2 separate regions of the Rattus norvegicus genome follow, and region 1 is linked to region 2. Evidence: chromatin contacts called from public Hi-C data. All regions are on one chromosome and are shown on one strand. The core of a region is the stretch at or near the end of the contact, and the rest is flanking DNA. Distances in the headings are between cores, read along the strand shown.

Region 1 (5,572 bases), core at 983-3,482, 170 kb before region 2:
CCATGCATAAGGCCCTGGATTCAATAACCCAGTATTACAACAAACAAACAAATAATAAATAAATCAATAAATATTAAAAATTACCTAATTATTGAAAAAATACTCAAGAAGGTCATATCACTGTTGAATATCTAATGTATGCCAGACAGCCTTGTAGATGCGAGGTATTATGTTTAACCCAAAACTAAAGAAAAGATCTCAGAATATAACATTATAGTCCAAGCTTACAGAGCTGGCCAAGTTCATGTATAAACTCGAGGGATATGTATCAGATTCTAGCATCTTCTTCTGTCTCATACTGGAACACATCCTGTCTTCTGATGTGTCTCCCTGACAGTCTGCTCTGACGGCATCCTTGCATGCACCAGCTGTGTGGCAGAAATCACTCTGGGCATCTGAAGGTGAACAGACAGACAAGACCTTGTTTGCATGGAGCCCACAGTAAGGGACACGGAAGGGAACAGCTGATGAACAACCCATTCCAGAAGTCTTGATGGATCTGTGCTGAGTGCTGCAGGGTGAGAGGAAGTGGGGAGTGAGTCTGAGAGGCTGGAAGGCTGGGAGGAAGAGAAGAGGAAGTAAGTTCACACAAGAAACAATCACAGAGACAACCAATAGGGTTCAAGCATGTTTTTGTTTGTTTGTTTTTTAATTACCAGCATGAACTCTGAACTGGATTGCCTGGATTTGATCTCTATAGGTACTGTATATTACTGTGCCCTTGGGCAAGTTTACCATCTGTAAACTAGAAGCAAAATTACTCCACCCTTTAAGGCTACTGTGAGGATTAAATGAGTTAACCAATCTACACACTCAGAGCCGCTGTTCGCGGTGCTGCCTACGCAGAGCCTGATGATTCCGCTGCATACCTTTATATTTGACTTCCTCCACTCTACAAGCAAACTTTTCTCCACATCACCAAAACCTTCTTTGTTAAACACAGACCGTGTGAGCATTTATGCCCGCTAATACATGGAAGGGGAGATAAATACCTCCCCAGAGGCCTTGTGGTCACCCCAGAGAGAGAAGGTGGGTGGACCTTATCAGTGTCTCCTCTATAGAGATTTTTATTGCTGTTTTGGGAACACCACCGCCACCACCAAAGAACAAAGAGACCTAAAAATAGGATAAAGAGCCCAGCAACAGATCCACACGTTATTTATGAGTGGGATTTATGACAGAGTACACTCCACTCTGTCAGGGCTATTTAAAAAATCAGGTCGATGAGATAACTGTGTTGGAAAAGGAACCCTGACCCCACTTACACAGTCGTCGAAAGTTAATTCGGAGAGGGCCACCGTCTTCAGTGTGGAGCTGAAATGAGGTAGCTGAGCTTCTTGGAGAACATGGATGGAACAGATTTACTAAGAAGAACGTGGCAAGCTGAGCTTCTTGAACGTTAAGAACCTCTGTACATCAAAAGACACCATTAACAGAGCAAAAGAGAGGCCACAGACGGGGGCGTATATATTTGTAGAGTATGTGCTGGCAGTGTCATCTCAGAAAGGTACATCAGCATTAATATACATATAGCATGCTAGTAGCTCACATAGATTAAGCTTTCTATCGCTGTAACAAATACCCAAGGTAGGTAACTTATAAAGCAAAAAGGGTTTGGCTGTATATATGGGTTGGAGTAAAGTATTCTCTCTCTCTCTCTCTCTCTCTCTCTCTCTCTCTCTCTCTCTCTCTCTCTCTCTCCCTCCTCTCTCGGTTTATTGGAGTTCAAAGTTTCAGAGATTTCAGGCTGTGGCTGATTGGTTGACTAGTGGCTTTGGGCTGATGACACCATGGTAGGAGCCTGTGGCAAAAACAAAACTGCTCACCTCATGCCCAGAAAACTAAAAAGAAAGAGAAGGGCCCAGGTTCCATTATTCCCTTGAAGGGTATAAATCCTCCCTCCCATAAGCTCCACTTCTTAGAGGTCTACTGCCTCCCATGGTGCTGCCTAGAGACCAGGCCTCTGGGGCGTACTTATGACGCAGGACTGTCAATCATCAGTGAGGAATAATGAATATATACATGTATATATATATTTATATATATCCAGAAGAATCTTAAAAGACTTAGTGCAAAGTGAAACTTGCTGTATTTTAGCCAAGCATCCAAGAAAAAAGAATCTGTGACTTCATCACCCATATGCCGGCAAACGCTGAGTGGGATTGCAGATCCCACCCTCGTCTGCAGCGAGGCACTGAACTCCCTGCTGTGGGAACATCGGGGAAAGCTGAGTAGGGAGCTGGGACTCTCATCCCTGCTGAGCCTTAATAAGATCCCCAGTACTGCAGAGACCGTGCAGGGAGCCTGGCCTTTCAGTTCCCACAAGGCAGTCCCAGGGAGCCCTCCTCCTCTTGTACAGATGGAACCTGGTGGTTGGGGGCTGGTGGAGAACTTGTCCCACCCACACTTGGCAATAATGAAGTGGAGCGTGTAGCCCCTTATGCTGCTAGAACAGGTTTAAGTAAGACCCAGAGTCTCAGCACACAAACGCCCAAGATTTAGCCTGCTTTTCCTATCATGCCGCGCTTGCCTGTTCAGGTTTTTATTCACCAATACCCCCTGGTCTGGGGGCCACAAACACCAGAATTTATGTCCCAGCCATGGAGGCTGTAACACTTCCAGGGCAAAGGCACTCTGGTTCCCCGCGCACCTCTCTGTTTCGGCATGCAGATGCCTGTTTCCTGCTGCATCTTCCATTACAGGCAAGCCTGTGAAAGAGACTTCCTTTTTCTATGGTCTGCCATGAGCATTGAGGATCCTGGAACCTTGACTAGGGGTGGCGAAGGAATAGAGAAAGGACAGACACACATGTAGGAAAGCTGGGGTCCAGTGCGGGTCTGGGCAGCGATGAGTCTGCACCTACCACATCCAGCAACCTGGAACCCCAACCTGGAACCTCAGTGTGGATTCTTATGCACAGCACAGAGGGCAGGACTAGCCAGTCCAGGTAGGAGGTCTTCATAGATGAGCAATCTCAGACTATAGACATACTGGAAGAGGAAGCCACGGGTGCCAGTTTTTGTACACACTGGTCAATCCACTCTGAAACCCCCAAGGAGGGGTCTGACATCCTTCTTTAGCCTGGCCATTAAGGGGAAATGGTCTTACCCTGCCCACATCAGAACTACACTCACTCAGGGCCTCCTCTGTCTCTCAATACAGGGGTCTTCCTATGTAGCCCAGGCCGGCTTCAAAGTTGGGATCCTTCTGCCTCAGCATCCTGAGTGAAAGATAGCCCAGTGTGCATAATAGCTGCCTCTCCTTCCGAGAGTATTCTTCTCAGCAGAGCACAGCCCTGCCCTTACAGCCTCATCTAACCTCTCTAACACTCCAATTTCAAATGACCTCACATTGGGCAGTTGGGAGTTAACAGATGGACTTAAGGGGAGTCAAGCATTTGGTCTGCAGGATCAACCGAGAACCAGGGAAACCCCAAACTGAACTTCAAAAGGACAGCCTCTACAGGAGCTGGGGAGATAGCTTAGTGGGTAGTGTTTGCCACCCACTGAGCTCAGAATCTGAGTTCAGACTTCTAAGCACACATGCTTGAGTCCTTGTCCAGTGAGTTCAGTAACCCAGAACTGAGATGTGGAGTCAGTGAAAGAAAGGACTCTGACCACTTGTCATTCGAGCAAGCGGACCGGAGTAGCTCAAGCCATCTTTATTACACAGAATTTCAGAACATTCAAACAGTTTCAGATTTCCCTTAATCATTATCCAAGAATCTCAACCAGTACTTATGAAAGTTCATTTTAAGTCCCCCTTACTTCCTTGTCATCAGTGATTCTCCTTTCCCATGTCTATGCAGTAAAATATTACAATCCAAATGACTATGTCATAGCTAAGCACACCTGAATATTGCCAGCCAAAATGATTTAAGTTGTATTACAGGCCAAGTGATTGTATCTAGCCAGCCACAACTAGTTTGTGCACAGGCCAGCAGCAGACATACAGTTTCAAAGTAAAAGACAATTAGAACCCAAACAAACTTTTAACAGGAATATAACCAACTTACGTTTCTTTTAAGAGCACAGCAAATTTTACACACACTCATATACATATAACGGGGACACACAGATAGTCTCTCTCTCACACACACATACAGACCCACTCACACACACACTAATTTATAGATGCCACCAGCAAAATTATATCAATTCTATAATTATCTGGCAAAGAATAGAGAAGAATGAAATTATGTCATTTGTAGGAAAATGGATAGACAATAAATAAGGGAAAATACAAATATGTTTGTTTTGTTTTGTGTTTTGAAACAAAATTTTTCTTTGTAGCCCAGGCTATCTTTGAGCTCACTATGTAGCCGTTCTGACTTTGAACCCTCCCTGATACTCTTTCCTCGGCTTCTTAAAGAGCTGGGATTGTAGGGGAGCTACTATGATTAGATCTGTCTTCTCTGGAGTTTTCTAAATTACATCTGATAGTTACAGAAAAGCTTGCACTACTGTCTGACTTGATCCTAAATGCATAATGTGGGGCTCCCTGCTGTTGGAATTCAGACCCAGGGCAGGAGGCTGAGGTGCCCATTTAACCTAACAAAGCTGACTTAGCCTCCAGATTCTCCCAGCATCCCTTGCTCTCTGTGCTGAACTTTCTAGCCCAGAGTCCAGACTTTCTCTCACCTAGAGGATCTCCACTATATAATCCAGGCATTTTTATGCCCCCCTCTCCGCTCCCTCGCCCTCACTTTTCTGTCTTCCTGTCTGCATGGTGACTTCATTGATCCCTCTCCTGTGAGGTCCATGAACCTGCCTGAGAGCTGCCCCCAATAATCCTTCCTTTATACTTTAATTCGGCTTGAACTGGCTCATTTCTTCGGTGGAGAATATCTGTCACCTGCAAGGAAACCAGTTCAGCATGACTTAGTTGGGCAAGCAAACCCTGGTTCAAACTCCTTCCTCTTTCTTCTTCTTCTTCTTCTTCTTCTTCTTCTTCTTCTTCTTCTTCTTCTTCTTCTTCTTCTTCTTCTTCTTCTTCTTCTTCTTCTTCTTCTTCTTCTCCTCTTCCTCTTCCTCTTCCTCTTCCTCTTCCTCCTCCTCCTCCTCCTCCTCCTCCTCCTCCTTCTTCTTCTTTGTTTGTGTAGTTTTATCTGTCCTGGAACTCACTCTGTAGACCAGGCTGGCCTCAGACTCACAGAGACCATCTGCCTCTGCCTTCTGAGTGCTGGGATTAAGGGTGTGTGCCATCACTGCCCCAGCTGGTTCAAACTTCTGGAGTCTGACATATTCCTGGTGACAATTATCCCAATCCCATGTGCACAATAAAGCTTAAAGTGTGACTACATCTACAAAGCACATGAGATTTGTACCATAAAAATGGTTCTATATCTTAAAGGCCTAGGATCTGGAATGGTCTCTGATCAAGATAGCACAGCGGTCAGCAGGCTGTACAGCACTTGTGACATTTCCCCTAAGGACGGGTTCTACTGCTTGAGAAACAAAGCTAAAGATAAAGGTCTAAGGAGGGAGAGACTGAGATTCTGGAGGATTTGGGTGAGGACTGGCCCTACAGATAGCCAAGGTCACCAGGTAATTAACAACATCCACTCCCAGCC
Region 2 (5,589 bases), core at 390-2,889:
CCCTGTGGCCAGGAAGCTGCCTCTTGTAGGTCTGATGCCCAGAGCAATGCCATTGTGGAAGCCCTGGCATGTACTCTTGGTGCCAGGCACAGGTCATATTGGGAGGGACCTCATCACACCACTAGAAACAAAGCCTTTGCTTTGACAAGGGCATGGAAAGTCACTGCGGTTTCTAGAACAGCTTTAGGGTGGAACATCTCAGGAAGGTGCCTTTGTCAGTCCAGAATCCACAGATGACGAGACACAGGTCGGTTTCAAGTTTGAAGAGCAGTCAGCTTCCTATGAGGGGCGAGGCTGGTGACCTTAGGTGGGGGTAGTAATCTCCAATTGCCATTGGGGAAGAAGCTTTGAGACAGATATCCAGTCAGAGGGGAGCCAAAAGCTACTGTGTTCTCCAACCTAGAATCCAGTGGCCCTGCTTCCTCCCCAGTGCCATGGGTAGAGCTAAGTAGATGTGGCTCAGAGGAAGACTGAGGCTGAGCTGGGAAAAGGCAGATGAGGGGGGCCAACCTGGAGTGTAGCTGGACCCCTGGGTGCCTCTACTAGAGGCTGATCTCATGGAACATAAGAGGTCAAGGCCAGAAAGTCCAACTCCTTGTTACACAGATGGGCAAACAGGCCAGGGATATACCCAGGACCAAAGGATGTAAAGGGTGGAATTGGACCGCAGAATAGAGACTCCTGGCCATCGTGTCCCAAATCACTCTCTCCTCTTCATACTCTCTGCCTCTCCTCTAGTAAGGACAGGGCTCAGCAAAGGAGGCTGTGGATACAGCTTAACACTTGGACCCCCTCCCCCGACGAGGATGTAGCATTTTGCTAGGGTGGATCAGAGCAGAGGCGATCCCTGCGAGTTCCTCTTCTAGGAAAGGTTTTGCTGTCCTCATCTCCCTTCAATCCAGCACCAGGACCCTCCTTTCCCGGAGTCCCCCGACCTCCTACTCCGTCCTGCTCTACCTCTTCTGTGCAACTCCCCACACCTGCGGGGGGAGGGAGGGGGTGTGACTCAGTGGAATAAAGGCAGCTGTTATATTTGAATGATTACATAAGCCAGGAGGAAGGCAGCTGCAACGTGACCGCACAGAGGCCAGGAGACAAGTCAAACCTGGGTTGGAAGGCAGGGGTCTCCTCCTGGACTCTGTGCACTCTAGTCTACGGCAGACAACTTTTACAGGACCAGAAATGAATCACTGTAGGGCTGCAAAGTCTTCCCTAGGTCTAGGCACTTAAGGAAGGGTTTACCCCACCACACCACACCCACCAAAACTACACACCCTAAGGTCAGATCCTGATGAAGCTGCAGAAGCTGTCAGAGAGCCCTCTCCCTCGAGGAAGACACCAATGAGAAAGGAGCACCTGGCAGGACAGGTACCTTGTCTGTTCTGTCCTTGCTAGGCCACTTCCTGGCCACTCGGGGTCTCCCAGGGTGAAGTGAGAGAACACATGAAGCCTTGGCACAGCAGGTATTCCATATTCTCGCTGGCAAGGCAAGGGGCTGGTTGGGGGTTTCACGGGGAGCCCAAACCTACATTAAACTGACTTCTCTGCCCTGAGTAAATTGACATGTGTGGCAGATCACCAAGTCAAGAGTGAGGACAGGAGGGGCTATGGGACCCTGGGCGAGCCCCTGAGCAGTGTTGGTGTTTGCAGTATCCTCCCTGCAGTGTCCAGGGAGCATCAGAGCCTTCAAGCCCTGCAGCCTGCAGTGCAGTGCGCCAAGGAGGGGTAGGACTAGAACAGGATGCAGGAGGATGTGGTGACCAGCACTGGGCACCAGCACAAGGCCCACCTCCATCAGGCCTACCGGGCTCCTCCTATGCAACCCCCACAAACCCTGGAGGAGGAAGGCTGTGCCCACCCAGACTGTGTTGCCATGACGCTCGCTGGTCTCCATGGTGCCAGGCACACAGCCCTCCCCTCATCAAGAGAAGGGCTGAAGGTGACAGGGGCTGAGGAGATGCGGGTTCCTGGCACCCCCTCCTCATCTGTCCCTCTGCCTGGATCCTTGGAGTTCCTCAACTTGAACCTCCAGGAGACAAAGCAGAGAAGTCAAAAGACTTCGGAGTCAAAAGAGTGACAAAGAGGGGACTTATACAGAGAAGACAGACAAGATTGCCGGGGAGTGGCAGAGGGGGAAGGGAGGGCGGGATGGCAAGAGGGAGGGCACACTCAAGTCACCAGGCAGAGTGCCTCCCAGCTGATAAGGGGTGGGAGGTACAGTCCTTAGGCCCAGCTCTTTGGTCCGTGGGTGGTGGTGGGCGGACAGAACAGAGGAGGAGGTGGGGGAGGAGCAGCAGCAGGAGGGAGAACAATTTTCCTAGAGAGCTCTTTGTGTGTGGGTGTTCCTCCTCCACGTGCGTGTGCGTGTGTGTGTGTGTGTGTGTGTGTGTGTGTGTGTGCCCTGCACTTGAGTTATGGCAGTGCAAGCTGAGGTGTGCAGGCACGTGTGTGCGGAGCATGAGTGTGTGCATGTGGCCTATGTGCGTCTGTGTCACTGTGTCTCCAGGGTGATAAATACAGCAGTAAGAGCTGTAACCAGGGCAGAGAAAGTGTGGAAATTTCCACAGGCTGAAAGTAGCATAGAAGAGGGGATGGGTCAGGGCCAGTGAGCTCTTCATGGCTAGCTGAGTACAAATCCTCCCCATGTTTTCATAGAACGTGGGCATTGGGAAGAATAATCCAAAGGCATTTCCTTGACAGGAGAGGCAGGGAGATTGACTCTGACCAGCACTCGCTTGCTCTCCCTCTCTCTGTCTCTCTCCCTCCCTCCTTCCCTCCCCCCCCCGTATGTGCACACATGCCCATATGCGCATGCACACTCGTGCATGCATGTGCTTGTGCATGCATGTGTGTCAATGAGACAGAAACAGTCACACAGTCCCAGAGTAGGATCTGGGTCATTCAGGTCACTAAGTAGCTAAGTGGTAGAAAAGATGCTGCTTTCTGGTAGGGACAAGGTGCCCATTAGACAGGGATGTGGTCATGTCTCTTGAGTAGCCAGTATAGCTAAGACCTGACAGCCAGGATGTGGAGGCGAGGCCCTAGGGTGTCTGATGCCGAGAATGTGAGGCACTGGGTTTGCATGGGTGCTAGGTTCCAGCTACAACAGGTCCTTACTGCAGGCTACGTGCATTTGTCTGGGCTCAAGGCCATTCCCTCTCTTGGATAGGCCTCTCCTCAGCATCCTCTACCCTCCTGTCTTCTGGACTTGAGCTCTTCATGAACCCTCTTCGATCAGCATCCTCTCTCCTCAAGGGTTTCCTTCTCCCCACACCACTTACATCTGCCCCACACGTTCAGCAAAGCTCTGCACACGGTGGGTATTCAACAAGTGCTTGCTGAATGAGACCTGAACACAGTAAGTATTCAATAAGAGCTGGCTGAACCTCTCGAGCTCTCCTTCTGGATGTCACAAAGATGTCCCTGCAGATAATATCTGGTAAGACTAGCAAGGGACACTGCTCGCACTTCACACTTACCTGCTCACTCAGTGTTCCCAGGAGTCTATTGGGAGGCAGCTCAGCTCCAAAGGACAGAGAGAACACAGATCAGAGACCTAAGCAACTGTCAAAGGCACTATAAAGGATATCTGCCTACACCCATGCTTTCCAAAACAGAACTGTGGGCAGGCAGCCATGAGAGCGAGGGGGCAGGGAAGAAGTTCCGTGTCCCCCCCAGCCCCAGGGTTAGCACAGTTGTGGCAGGTCCAGCTCTTCCCTCACCTGCCTCACTACTGCCTGTGTGCCCGCCCGGGGGCTCTGGAGCCAAGGGTTCCTCAGTCCTCATTGCTGGATATCATGCAGACCAGGAGGGTTGAACAGAAGCCAGAGGACAGAAAGGCAGATACCCCAGCCCTCTTCTGCCCCGTATCCTTCCCTGCCTACTTTCCCCCCAGCACTCCACCTACAATGCCCTCAGTGCCCAGGGTGTGCCCTACTTCAGCCTTCTCTCTCAGAGTTCCCTCCCTGTTCTCCTCCCCAACATCCCATGCGATCCCCAACCATACTCCTCCAGGAAGTCCTTCCTCCTCCAGGAAATCCTTCCTCCTTCAGGCTCCCTACCCACAAACTGTAGGCTACTCCCACCCCAAGCAACCTCAAGTACCAAGTGCACCCCTCCCTTCTGGCATTGGCTCCAGTTTTAGGAAGCCTTGAGACAGCAGAGCCCTCTGTCCTGGTCCCTCAACACTGTAGTCACAGGTATCTTTGAAGAAGTTTGAGTCTCAATCCTGCAGGGATATGACCTCACCCCAAGGGAAAGCATTCATTCTACTGTGTCGAAGACAGTGCCGGCTAGCGTTCTCTTTTCGGGGAACACTCACAAGAGAAAGCAGTGCTGAGAGCATGAGAAGAGCTGAGGAGACTCTAATATCAGCCAGGGAAAGCAGAGAGCAGAGGTTCGGGCTTAGGTATACATTCAGTAGGTACTGGGCAAAGGGCTCCGCTCATGTGCCCAGGAGACCAAACCAAAGCACCTCTACTGTGCTGTCTTATCACACATCACTAGTCCCTGGCCAGAGGCAGGGCTGTGTGGTCCAGCTGGCAGCGGAACAAGGCCAGAGCCAGGAACATCACTTGGGGAGGGTGGGGGGTGGGAGGGAAGATGGGTTGGAGAGTAGGGAGGGTTAGGAGGCGTTACACAGACCCGGCTCAAAATTAGCAACTATGAGTGGTCCATGACTGCTCCCTAGTGGCCAAATGCAGCCCCATTCCTAAACCAAGGTAATGACAGTGCCAGCCCAGCAGAGGGCACCTCCAGTTGCACCTTCTTCCTTGGTCTCTGGGGTTGGTGGACAGTAGATCAAAGTCAGGGAGGAATTCTAAGCAGATCTTGGGCACATAAGCACTCGAGCCATGCCCTGCCTAGAGGACATGGTGATTTGGCTTGGAGCAGCTCTCTGAAGTGATGGAGACTTTAGGCCAGCTTGTACAACAGGCTCAAGGATTCTGTGCGGTGTCCTGGCAAACACCCCACCCCTTCCTGAGAAATGAGGCAAGGGACACACGTCCATGTGTTCAAGGCCCCACAGCATCCAGGTTCCCATTGAGGGGGATCACAGACAGCACAGGTGGCCCAGCCTTGTCCAGCTCTGCTCAGCAACTTCCGAGGCCTGGGACAGAACACCAGCAAGTCTATTCACCAGGCCTTTGAGATAGGGTGGTAATGAGACTCCAGAGAAGGCAGAAGGCTCGGCACTTTCCCAGAAGCCTCCAGTCTGTCTTTGAATAGCTGGTGACCTCTGCAGATCAGCACTTCCCTCTGAAGGCGATGCCCTGTGATGTGAGAGGCAGGCTCCATTCTGGAAACATGGTGCCCAGGGTGAAGGCCCCCTTCACAGTCCACCAAAGCTTGTGGCATGCACTGTGGCCTTGTGTCTCCAGCAGGGGCTGTGAGCAACTGTGCCGGGTCACTAACACTGATCTAGGCCCCAGCTCAGATGGTTGTAGGGACCAGGGCTCAGACTAGCTAGGGTCTGCCTTATCCTGAATCAGGAATTCCACAGCCTGGCTGTACAGGGCTAGGACAGTGGAGGGCAAACAGCTCAGTAAACGTGCAGAGGGTGGGACTCAGGCTTTCGGCTTCAAAGTA

The links. A called contact is a pair of places that touch in the nucleus more often than the background predicts.
Region 1: a Hi-C map of frontal cortex shows a contact between it and region 2, with 2.7 times the contacts expected there. The contact joins two enhancer-like sites. A contact is called at or near these places in 2 of 12 Hi-C or Micro-C datasets (frontal cortex and prefrontal cortex).

Annotation. Positions count from the first base shown.
Region 1 is chr1:165,393,156-165,398,727 of GRCr8, reverse strand. It overlaps LOC120099897 (a long non-coding RNA gene), which reads right to left. Exons shown (of 4, transcript XR_005499356.2): 4 at 3,627-5,572. Among named protein-coding and RNA genes, the nearest start is that of Art2b, 24 kb to the right of the region's middle. Within about 2 kb of position 2,232, at least 15 of the 93 cell types and tissues checked have an H3K27ac peak or open chromatin away from gene starts, as enhancers often do.
Region 2 is chr1:165,226,306-165,231,894 of GRCr8, reverse strand. No RefSeq gene overlaps it. Among named protein-coding and RNA genes, the nearest start is that of Pde2a, 37 kb to the left of the region's middle. Within about 2 kb of position 1,639, at least 15 of the 93 cell types and tissues checked have an H3K27ac peak or open chromatin away from gene starts, as enhancers often do.